Regions from separate parts of the Anas platyrhynchos genome. Here region 2 is linked to region 1. The links are chromatin contacts, called in public Hi-C maps. All regions are on one chromosome and are shown on one strand. The core of a region is the stretch at or near the end of the contact, and the rest is flanking DNA. Distances in the headings are between cores, read along the strand shown. Region 1 has its middle 23 kb from the start of TRNAR-CCG. Region 2 overlaps TBCD (tubulin folding cofactor D).

The links. A called contact is a pair of places that touch in the nucleus more often than the background predicts.
Region 2: a contact with region 1 is called in a Hi-C map of subcutaneous adipose tissue, with 2.1 times the contacts expected there. The contact joins two enhancer-like sites. A contact is called at or near these places in 3 of 8 Hi-C or Micro-C datasets (F5 follicle, small yellow follicle and subcutaneous adipose tissue).

The regions. Positions count from the first base shown.
Region 1 is chr19:6,816,410-6,822,755 of IASCAAS_PekinDuck_T2T, forward strand. No RefSeq gene overlaps it. Among named protein-coding and RNA genes, the nearest start is that of TRNAR-CCG, 23 kb to the left of the region's middle. Within about 2 kb of position 4,257, at least 5 of the 8 cell types and tissues checked have an H3K27ac peak or open chromatin away from gene starts, as enhancers often do. A contact at or near this core is called in subcutaneous adipose tissue, where this site is marked.
Region 2 is chr19:7,069,714-7,075,844 of IASCAAS_PekinDuck_T2T, forward strand. It overlaps TBCD (tubulin folding cofactor D), which reads right to left. Exons shown (of 40, transcript XM_038165607.2): 36 at 1,629-1,718; 37 at 489-576. Among named protein-coding and RNA genes, the nearest start is that of ZNF750, 77 kb to the right of the region's middle. Within about 2 kb of position 4,573, at least 1 of the 8 cell types and tissues checked has an H3K27ac peak or open chromatin away from gene starts, as enhancers often do. A contact at or near this core is called in subcutaneous adipose tissue, where this site is marked.

The sequences.
Region 1 (6,346 bases), core at 3,007-5,506:
ATTAGCTTTACAGAAAACATTTGCCTGAAACTGGATGCTGTGTGAAACTCCTGAACTCCCCTGGTGCTTTCGGAGCTGGGGGCGAGTGAAGGGAGGGGGGAGGTTGGAAGAGCTTTTTGTTATTTCGGCTGCAGAGCACGCGCGGTTCGGCTGGCCGGAGCCAGGGTGGGATTCAGAAGCCGGCAGCTGCCTCTGCACATCCCACCCCAGCTGGACACGGTGCTGGGTGCAAGCAGAGCAAAAATGCAATGGGAGGAAGGGACCCGAACCCACCCAACAGCTCCTGCACCTACCCCGCTGCTTTCTCCTCGTCCCCAAGCTAAACCTGCCCCAGCCACAGCCAAGCTTGGCCACCAGCAAGCCCGACTGTGTGGTGCATCCCGTCTGCTTCACTTCTGCCCTCTGTGGCTGCTTCCTGCCCTAAGCCCATGCTCCAGCCTGAAAGGGCCGGGTGCTTCAGCGCCTGCCTGGCCCCATGCAGAGCGCAGACCGATTTGATGCAATTCTCTCCAAAACGCAGCAGCGTCACTAAAACCAGCCCGGTGTGCGGTGCACACCTCAGCAGAACAGAGCTCCTGCCCCACCGCAAAATCCTTTGGGGCTTATTTTGTTTGTGTTGTTTTTTCAAAACTCTGGCAATTAGCAGCACAGAAACAGCTCCTGCTTAATTTGCTTTTCCTCCTCTGGCTGGGCGTTTCCTCCCCACCAAGGCTGCTCCAGCCCCAGTTCCACTCTGTGGGCTCTGAAATGTCTGCGGCCCCCATCCCGGAGCAGAAACTCTGCTGGGGGAGGCAGCCGGGTGTTTTTCAGCTGCAGCTGATGCCTGACTGCAGTGTTTGGGACTGCTTGGGTGTGATTTTTCAGCAGAAACAAGCATCCCTCTGCTCGCTAAGAGCTCCCTGCACCGCTTTTCCCTTTGGCGTCCCCCATGCGCGCCAAGTCCTGTGCCTGCAGATGCCCCAATGCCTGTGTGGCCCCGCGCCTGTGCTCCCAGCTGAGCCCCAGCCCTCACAAATCCCTCGTGGCCGAGGCACGTGGTCTCTGAGGTGGATCTGCTGCGCAGGCTGCGGCAATGAGAAGAAGCAAGACCATTCGTAATTAAAGAAACCCGTTGCAAATTAGTTAACAGTACAAGCTCGCACCGAGGCCAAAGCTATTAAAAGTCTGAAGCTGCTCAGCCAAGCCACACTCAAGCTACGACTAGTCGGAAAAAATAAAGTTAATAAAATATCCTTGAAATGAAACACAGATCATGTACTTGATCTGCATATTTATAAAAGCCCAGCATAATCCAGCTAAAGCTTCCAGAAAAAAAAAAAAAAAAAAAAAAAGGTCTCGCTGGCCTTTCATCCTGCCTGTGATTCCTCAGGGAATATCAGTTTGCCTCCAGCCAAGTCAGATGGGATGAAAATTCACCTTAAAAGGGGCGAGATCTACAGGGGAAAGGGGCCGAGAGCCGCCCCTGCGAAGCACAGTGGGAAGGTCTGTGGGCACGTTCAGGGCAGCACTGGGAGGGGAGCCAGCCCACGTGCTCACGGAGCTCTGGGCATTGCAGCATTTGCCCCGTGCTTGAGTCCCCAGTCACACCTTAGAAGCTCAGGGACTCTGGGGACAGAGCCCAGAGGCCAGCCAGGTCTGCACAAGTCCACCCTGGAGCCTGGTGGCAAAACACGAGACCTCCTCTTGGCAACTTGTTGGTCCAGCACTGGATATCGAGCTTTCTGCAAAAATCCTATGTCCCCCCTTTGTTTAAGGGACTCCTGCACTCACCAGCCATGGGGCAGAGAGGATGAGGAGCATCTCTGGGATTTTGCACTGGGATCAATGCCACAGGATGAAGCAGCATCCTCCCGGCTCAGATTAATCCCTGCTACCACTAAAATCACACTTGCACAATAGCACTGTGCTTGGCTTCCTAAAAAAACTCTGCATGGATACGGCTCGGGACCACAGCCCCCAGGGACCACAGTGTCTGTGTCCCCCAGGGAGCAGCAGGAACCACCAAGCCCCACTGTGCCAGAGCACCTGGGTGGCTGCACACACCGCGAGCTGTCAGCGAGCTCCTGCCAGCACGGCGAGGGATTTGGCAGGGGGGGTTTGAAGGAGCACGACGCCGGCTGGGAGATTAACAGCTTCACCCAGGAGGAAGAGCTGGGGAGGGAAATCTCAGGGACGTCAGGGCTTGGAAGGGAAGGATGCTCAGAGCTGCTTCGTGCGAGCGCATATATAAATACTTGTGCGAGCACAAGGGAAACCACAAATAATATCCACCCCAAAAATTACCCAGGAAGTGGCTCCAGAGATTATCGTCTTGGCTACAGGGCAGTAGGAAAAAGTGATTTCATGCCAGCAGAACCAGTGGGCTCATAATGCATTCAAGAGGTCAAACAGGGTGAGCGAAGTTGGAAGGACCATTAAGACCAAAACTGACATTTACATTAAAACCTCATCTAGACTGGGGTCCTGCAGGGGGGCGGCTTGAACCTCTCCTCTTCTTCCCAACCAGCATCAAACACCAGTGCTGCAGAGCTCTGCGGCAACCCTGGCAGCAGGACCGAGCCCTAGTCCAGCTCCCCAGTTCAACCAGTGCTTTTCCCCAGTCTGACCCATGCACATCCCCAGTGTGAAGCTGACCCTGGCAGGAGGTATGGGCTGCCGCTCCCTCCAGAATTAAATGCTCTCTGCACCTTGCTACAAAGGGGTGGTGGCAGCTGGGGTATTGCTGCTGCCCTTGTCCCATTGCCACCAGCCCTAGCACCAGACCCCCTCTCAGCACCTCCCGTCCTGTCTTGCATTGCCCAGAAGAGCCAAGTCACATCCAGCTTCCAGCCAACATCCCAAGGGACATCTCACTCCAGCAAACACAGCCTGAAACTCTTTGCAGCCCTGCAGGTAAGGCAGGACCTCTGGCTCTCCTCCTGACTTTGAAATCCCTCCCCCATCACCCAGCGCCTCTGTGTGAGTCAGTGCCCGCACTTAGGATGATGAAAACAATCCTTCATCTCTCTGGTGATTGCCTTTGTACTCCGGAGACAGCGGGCTGCATGCTGTCACCCTGCAAATATGTGTTTCTCACTCTCTTGGCTGCCGAGAGCACACACAGCCAGCAGGTACCAGCGCTGCTCAGAGCTCAGGCAGCAGACGCGAGGCGAGGAGCATGCCTGCACCCACGTCTGGTGCTTGCAGGGATGAGGCTGTCTGGGCTTCCCAAAAGTTGCTTTTAGAGCAGCCCAGCCTCAATCCAAGCTCTGGTCTCCACTCTTTCCCACTCCCTCCTCTCCTCTTTCCTTCCCTGTCTCAATGAGGCAGGGTGAGGCTCTTAATCATGAGGCCATGAGCTCTGAGCCTGCAGGTGGCCGCCAGCCCAGCCCCAGCCCTTTGGGCCCCAGCCCTGCTGGCACGTGGCTGAACAAAGCATCGGCTCCACTCACTCACGGGGGAGAGAGGAGCAATGGGGCATCACAAGGAGGAGATGAGATTTGTCACCTCCCCCATCCAGGCTCAGGACAGCAGTGACACGGGGCCACCAGGGCAGGACAGGGTGATGGTACCCCTGTGACAGGCAGTGCTGGTGCCAGCTGGCAGTGTAGGACCCGGCTCCATCTGGGACCTTGGCCAGATGGGACAGCAGTCAGGAGCAATGGGACACCGCAGCCACCTCCTCCTGTGCCCTGTTGCCAGCAGGGATGGTGGCACGGGCACACGGGTGCTTGGAGGGCAGTGCAGGGAAGAGCAGCAGCTGAAGGGCTTCAGCTCGGCCTTGCTGCCCAAGCCAGGGCACATGTGGAGGCTTCTCCACCCAAATCGGGGCTTTTGGTGGGCTGGAGTACTGCATCCGTGGCCATGGAAGGAGGCCAGAAGGAAGGCAAGCATCTGCCTGTAGTTACACAAGAAGTTTGTGGAGAGGAAACAAGCCCAATTTTCCCAAGTCCCGATGATGCTGGGATGGACAACGCTTCCCCCGCGAGCCACAGGGATGCTTGGAGGTGCCAGGAGCGCAAGCAGACCCGGCTGGGCCCTGACTCCCCCCCAAGGTCAGGGCAGTGCCGGAGGAGACAGCTGCCTCCCCCTGCTTTCCCACCTCCTGTCCTGGCCGTGGGCAGGGGGCTGCCCCACTGCACCCCCAGGAACCCACCAAGCCCCATCCCAAGTCATGGAGCGCCCCGGCCCCAGCGCATTATATGGGGATGAATCACTCGCTGACCTCTGCCTTCTGCAGTGTTCGGTTTCTAATTTTATGGGCTGTATCAGCAGGGTTATTGAATCCAGATGTCCTCAAAATGCAACCACAGCATACAGAAACCCACAAGGAACGGCACTGGTGGTGAGGACCAGGGCGCGTTGTTCAGTTTTCATAAGCAAGCCCTGGCCTAGGAAGGAGAGAAAAGCATCTCATCCTCCCGCTGCCTGGGGCTCTGCAGGAACACCTGGGAGGCTGTGATCTCGGCACGCCACCTCCCGTCTCTCCCGCTGACTGCTCCTCATGCTCCTATTTTATGGAAGCATCCTCCCCCCTGCAGCAGCTGCACAGCTGCATCAGGCTCGGATGTGTCCCAAATAGGGGAGTCTTGGGGGATGCTGAAGGAAAATGGGTCCCATGGGGCCTCGGGTGCCTCGACTGGCACTGCCCTGGGAGGAACAGTGGATGGGAGCAGAGGCTCAGCCTCCCCAAGGCCACCCCTCAGCACCGCGTGGCCGTGGCACAAGCAAGCAGTGGCAGCGGCACCTGACAGCCCTCAGTCACGGGCATCTGGTTTGCATAAAGCACAGCTGGCTCCGAAACAACAGGAGCACATTTGTCCCAGCAAGAAGTCAAGAAAAAAGAGAACGGAGGAAGAAAAGGTACCCAGCCCTTGCATGAGCTTCAAGCAGAAACCTGCCTGCAGCAGGGCCATCGTCCATGATCAGTACCTGCGGCATCGCCCTCGTGGCAGGGCCTGGTCCTGAGTCCTTGGCCACAGCTGAGTTTGGGTTTGGGTAATTAGGAGAGGCTTTGCTGGCCCTGCTGGGTCTGCACAGCTGCACCTACAGCATCATGGGGAGAACTGGCCACATCCCTCCTCCAGTGCCCAAATGGCCGAGCAGGAGAAGGGGCTGGTGCACCAGCCCCACAGCACTAGCCGTGGGCCCCAAAGAGCCCACAGGCAGGAGGTAGCTGATAGCAGAGGGCCAGGGCAGAAGAAAAGCTGAGTTTGGCATTTGAAGCTTTCTCTACCACCTGCTAGCATGGCTTGGAAAGGTGTTTTGGAGGGGCATGGGAAGTGGCAGGGAAATCTCTCACTGCTGTCCCCATGTGCCTGAGCAGCAAGGCAATGCAGGACCAGAGACCCCAGGGGGGACAAAGATTTATTTTAGGGAGCTTACTGCCCCTTCCCTCTGCAGCATTGACTTGGCAGGTCACATCGGAGCCCCTGTAAGCCAGGATTCCCAGGAGCTGTGTGTGGATGCAGCGATGCTGCCCAGTCCCCTCTGCCACCAGCAGCAGTTCCCCACGGCCATGCAGGCCCAGGTTCTTGGTACAGAGACAAGCCTGGCTGTGCTAACAGCATAAGGTGACCCCAAAAAACACTTCCACTTCCAGGCTTTGGTTCGCCTGATGACGTGCAGTGACACAGCTTCACCTTTACAGCATGCGCTGAGCTCCAGGTAGGATATTTCCAACAATGGCTTCATGCTATCTGGAAGAAAAACCTACTTGCTTCTTGCTAACAAAAAAATGACTGCAAACCATTTTCAGGAAATGAAAGATTTGGCCACCTTGTCCACACCTTGGCCTCCACAACGGGCCCCAGGAGGCCATCTGCCTTCCGCAGGGAGGCCAGCACTGGTGCTCAGCACCGCTCACATGGGGCAGAAGATAGGAACATGCTTCGTGCTCAGCTTCTCCCTGATGATGCTGGGGTGGCAGGGGGGAATTTCTCTGCCATCCCCCTTCTTTGCTAATGCTGCACATGCTGCCATGCCCTGCACAACCCGAGCAGAGACCTGCCTGGTGAAGGCACCCCTTGCTCTCCCCTTTTCCCTGCACTTCCATGTCTGTCTGCTTGGGACAGATGGAAGGCGTGCAGAGATGCACAGATGCAGGAACACATATGGGTTTTCTCATTTTCTACCTTGTCACCTCAGAAAGAGTGAAATATAATACACAGAACAGAGGGGGAAGGTAATGAGGCAGCTGACCTTCGTGCTGGTATTCCAGCTCACACGGCTGCCCCTGCACAGACTCGTTCCTGCCCTTGGCTGCTCCAGGACTGCTCTGCCTTGCAGTAAGGCTCCGCCACCCATAGCCCCAAAAGGAGCCTTTCAGGGCACCTGGGCTGACTTGTCTCTTTTGCACAAGCCATGC
Region 2 (6,131 bases), core at 3,323-5,822, 250 kb after region 1:
TTTTATGACATTTCAATTACTCACATGAAAAAGGTAAATTTCTGATGAATTTTCCTGACAAAAAGGACAAAACTAGTTCTTGAACCAGAACCACAACTGTGTTGCTACTGTCGGAAATGTTGCAAAACCAACAGTAATTTATCTGATCGGAGCCCTCAGGACCTAATGGTGAGCACAACTTCACAGTGCTGGGCTTTGCATAAAAGAAATAAACAAGGTAGGTATCTAAATTGCTTCTAATATAAAAGTAGGGATGGAAGGTGAAAAAACAGTATGCAGAATAGCCAGCCAGGCATTCTGCCAGCATCCAGTAGCCTGTTTAAGGTGGCAGCATTGCAGAGAGCAAACCCTTGAGAAATAAAACCTATTATATACATTAATATCTCTTTCAGGTGCATTAAAGCAGCATTGCTAAGTTGTTGTTGTTGTTTAACTTCTAATTATTTTAAATAGGATTGTTGATAATATACAATATCTTCCATACTTACTACAGGAAATGGATGGCAAAGGAGGAGAAACAATTGAAACAGAACTTTCTCTCTCATGTCTCCTTCAAATTGAATCAGGCCACAAAACCTAGAAAACATACAAAAATATAGACAAAAAAAAATCTTGAGTGATATCTCTTGATATTATCACTGCAGAAGTACATTTTGTGGATCAGAGTGAAGATGTGTATTAGAAAAAATGATGGGGAGAGAGCAGGAAGCTTTGCTGCTCCTGAGAAATCTCAGCTGATATTCTGTGTTGTGGGAAAGCAAACACTGAGGGTAAGTGTACTGAAATTCTTAAGGGTTACCGAGATGCCACACACTTATGCCAAATACAAATATGGTTTTAAAGCTATTGACAGCAGCACCAAAGTCTGTGCACTAAAAAAAAACAACACATTCTGGATCAAGCTCTCCCATAGAAAACAAAAGCTGAAGGTAGGATCTTGTATGACACAGGTAAGAGTGAAATAAAAATAGAAGGCATGGGTTACTTTTCATTTTAGGCTTTCCTGCACTCTCAGAATAGTGCCAAAAAAATAATTAAATCAATAAAGTCATTACTTGAAACAGTTATACCTCAATAATTCTGCCAATGAACATTTCATTCAGCTTTGCAATACTTTGACTTTTTTTTTCCTCCTCACCCAGTATTGTTTTTCCTGACTGAAACATTTTTGGTTTGATCTCTCTGCTATCCAAAATGAGTTAGTTTTTTTTTTTTTTTTTTTCTTTCCTAAAATAGATAATAATTTTGCTGGTGTTTTAAACTATTTCTAGTGTAACTGTTAAGGTTTACTCAATTACATATATTTTTTACTGTCTGTATGTGTGAGTCAAGCTCTGCAAGCAAAAAGCAAATGACTGAATGCATCTTTAAGAATGTCAGTAACAGTTCAAAATTAGTTATTTGTCAACAACAGTTCAAAATTAATTTTTTTTCAGATCTTTCACGTTTTCACCTCAACCACACAGAAGATACACATAAAACTCACACAACCTTATGTTACATGTATCTGCGTGCATTTTTCATTTATGTTTCACATCAAATAGACTTAGTATGTTCTGTAGTTAAATTTTCTTCACTCCTTACAAACAGACAAAAGATTACTTTCTTTGTTTATTTCATCAACTCACACTCCTATGCTAGAGCGAAGTTTCCGGATGTCTTTGGATCTTTTGATCTCTTCTTTACAAAGGTTAAATAGCTTCACTGGAAATGGATGGCTGGAAATGGGAAGGAAAAAAAAGGATATGAAATAGATTTAAGCAGAATTTTAAACACATTTGATGATTGTAAAGATGCCAAATTAACATTCAAAAGAGAGGAAAGATACTACCCAGAACTGTTTGTGAATACTTTTTCCAGAGCAGCACACCCTGCTTTAGGTGGACTTTTGGTAAAGACACGGGCTACTTTGGCTACCACTTGTGAACATTATTTTAATTTTTTATGGAAGGGAAGAAATTAGTATTAATTGTTGGTATTCCTACTACCTGTGTGCTGAGGAGTGAACTACCTTTATCCAAAGTGAGTCAGTATCTGCATGGTAATCAGCTAGCCACAGCTTGCATTTACAGCAAAGTATGGTACAATCCGAAATACTATGCCAGGAATTACAACATTCTATAACCAAATAAAAATTATTCAGTTTACGGAACATTGTAGTGCCTTGGTAGTTCCATAAGGCCTTCAATCAAACTTGGCACAAAAGGGGATAGACACTGTTCTTACATACTCTACCATCTCACAGCCTGGATTCCTTAGTGATGCCAGACAACATAATTAAACCCAGCGCTTACAGTTCTGTTAAGTGTACAAGTCATGAAGCCATCTTTAAATATATTGAGCAAATTCTTCTTTTTCTACAGTCTGGGAAATACCATTCTTACAGCTTTCCCAGATACTCATACAAACACAAGTATTGTTATGATATTTCAAGGATCTAGTAAAGAGGGAATGTTACTTTTATTTCAGAACAAATTATTTAATCTTTTACTCATTACACTCAAAGCTGAAGTGCCATAGATGCAGAAGAAACTATTTTATATCTGTCTAGTGCACACAATTACTTCTAGAATGCGTATTTTGGAAATTTCACTGTATTGTGTATGAAAAACAGAAAGCAGAAATCCTAACATTTATTTTCTGCTACTGTGATTCAAAACTGTGGATATAAATTATTGGAAAAAAACTGTCACGTAATCTGTTGAAAAATACAACATTTAAAATGAATTAAGATGGTTACAGGACAAAATGTTTTGTCAAGTTAATGCACCTTATTATACGTAGTTTTCCAGACAAGAGAGTTTTTGTTTTGTTTTTACTAGACTAAAAAAAAAAGGCATATCCTGGCAAATGCTGGTTTGTTGTTCCATTTTTTAACCAAGTCGTTAATCTATTAGTCTAAAGAATGCTGTCTCTACTGCTGTCTCAGTATCACTGAAAAAAAAACACAACAAAACAAAACACACTAAACAAGTAAAGTTGCCACACTTTCAAAGTTGATGATGAGGTATCATAAGAGATTTTCAGAGCTGATCATGGCTTCCAGAAGCAGAGTCTCAGGAGGGCTGATTTAAAATATTCCCATCAGATGCTGAAAGAGCAAATTCCTCGCCATCCACTGCCTGCAGCCATGTCAGCACTGTTTCCAGATTTTAGAGTATGAGAAGTGCAGAAAGCACGTGCATATGAGACACATATGCATATTCTCACGTGCACATGAGAAAGACATATACACGAATGAGACTGCATGTGTCTGAGGACGTGGTTTGCCCAGGTGGATGATGGCGAGAGTGTCCCCTTTCTGAAGGGAAGGTCTATTTTTTTCTTACCTTGGTGACATTTCCCTTCCTTCCACTCCCCCATGATTACACAAAGACATTTTGTAGACAACTAATTACAATACCTGTAATACATGCCTGCCTTTCAGCACAGGACAACAGCGACACAGTGAATTAGGTGAGATTTTAAATTGGTTCAACAACACAGACATCACTGAGGAGAATAGCAACAAAGAGACCAATTGGAACAAGAGCATCTGGAATAAATTTGGTACACATAACCTTAAGTGCAGCATTTTGTGTTTAAAACAGATGCACTTTCCTTTCTGTCATTTGCCAATTTCACATTTGTAATAACTAAACCTAACCTACGTGTGATCTCAAATGACTCAAATAGCTTGGCCTCTTTAAAGGAAATTGAGAAAATTCCTTCTCCTGTGTGGGCACAGTGCCAGCAGAAACAGAGTCAGCATCTGGGGAAAAGGGATCAGTCTAAAGTCTTTACATTATGTAAATTGGGCACACGTGGTACTGCAAAAACGTACGGTTTTTTTTTCCTCCTTGAGGTGAACTCAGTTTGAACAGTTCAGCTGACATCACCTGGGTGGCCATAAAACCAGAGGACAGCCACTGCCATGCTCTTTCATGCTACAGTTTATTAGGCAGTAATAGCGTAACTACTTTAAAAAAAAAATCCACAGAAGCATATAACATATCATTCATCTGAGATCAGCAGGGACATACCATCTTACAGTGCTTTGTAAGACCACCAGCAAGACACTGCATCCACAGTGCATGACCTCTGCTGCGGAATGCACAGATTATGGACAGGTAAGAAACGTCACTTGTATTTGTTCCGGAGAGCATCAGGTCCTGAATTATCATTCAAAGGCTATTCCGTTCACATTTACAGGGCAATGAGTACTATGACACTGATCTTACAGTACTTTCCAAGGAACCAGCAATATACCCAGGCTCTTGGCAGACTGAACTTCTGTCATGATCATTCACTGCTGAGGCCAGCAGAACGTCTCCTGCAGCTACCGGAGCCATAACCAGAAAATAATGCTTCAGTGCCAGTTCTGCCAGTGGCTTTAGTTCGCCCCCATTTACTCTCCCTGCCCCTTGTCCTACTACCAGCAGGGAGCTGACAGTTACCACTGTGTTTTCAGAGTGGCCACTGGTGAGTTGATGATTGATGTTGCTGATTGGTGATGTTGATGACAGCTGTGGTTCACGTATGCTGCCCTGTGCCTGCAGTGGTCACTGCAAGCAGCTAATGCTGCTCACACTACTATGAGCACGGATTCCCAAATTTGCAGTGCACACTGAGATGAAATTATGAGTTTTCAGGTTGTGCAATCACAGAGAAAAAGTCTGGGAATGTTGAAATGTAGTATCACAAGAAAATATTATTTCAGCTGAAACATAGTTACAGAAGAAACTGCTTTTCAACTGAAAACCACTGCTCTGTCTGGGCAGGGAGGGCACACTGCGCAAGGAGGAGTAGCAGGTGAATGCCTGCAGTTTCACACACACAGTAGGGCTATATACACTTGCACTGCTGCCAAAAGAAATGGTTTCCCTCCCCCTCACCACTTTCCTAATTTTGGCACAATTCGTAAGCATGCAGCAGAACAGATCGAGGAACTACTGCAAGCTGAAATTTACTGGAGGAAGGGCATTTTTAACCTGGAGCAGCTCCCTAATGCCATTCATGATGCAGCAACACAAAACACTGCTGCTAGTTCCAGGGAGAGGAAAACTCCAAGGCTCGATGGGCAGGTTTATGCCAGGTAAGGATGAGTGGGAAGTAACAGCCTGAAAAATGGCAGACAGAACTTTTCCTAGTACAGCCTCAAACTAAGCCAAACACAACAAAGGCTGCTTCTGAAAGCCTTTTGATTACCTGGGTGCTAGGTATTTACTCCAATAAATGAACCTGCTGGCAGGTTCAGCAGGGCCCTGACAGAGCAATGAGCCCAGCATGACAACTGCAGATTGCCTTAAACACAAGGACTTCAAACAGAGGAGCAACACCACGCACTCCGCCGCTGTACACAGACTGCTGAGAGAACAGCAACACTGCGAGCTTCACAAACACCAATATTCACCTACAGAACTATGTCAGAAACGTAACGCTGTGCATCGAAACGATCCTAACGATGTGCATCAGCTACAGCTTGAAGGGGCAGGAAACTAGACTGCAAGTTGCACCTCTGTGAGACAGGAGTGACACCATGTGGCCCTTTGCTCTAACAGGAGCACTGAGCTCCTAATTAACGTCAAACTAATTCAGCCAACAGCCATTAATCCTGTTGCAATTAAGCCATGTAGGGTATTACTTGTTCTGGATTGCTAATGTTTTATTATATTAAAAAAAAAAGTCCCAGTATACTGCACAGTATCTATTTTTAACCTCAAAATGCATTTGCAAATACTTCTTTTTATGAAGTGACAGCTAACTATGAAGCAGCTGGGTACAGGCATAGTGCTGGTGCCGGACATCCTACAACCTAAGTTCTCTTGCTAAACCTAGACTCAGTGTAGTGTGGGAAAACATGAGGGGGAGGAAAAAAATGGGAGCCAAACACCCCAAGGACTGCTAATGTTTCATTCCCAGCTTCTCAGAGAAGTTTTTCATTTGCTGCATGACAGGCAAGAAGTGTACTGCAGAACTGAAGCAGGGTGAAATTTGCTCACCAGAAGTCAGACTCCGAGAAACAACCACGCACTCAATCCCTCTTCCTATAGGCACACTTCATATGAAAGTATTTGAAACGGCATGTACACATGTCCTTTCATGCCACACAACAGTTTCAGTCTCATTTTGCATTGTATTTCTACATTTTT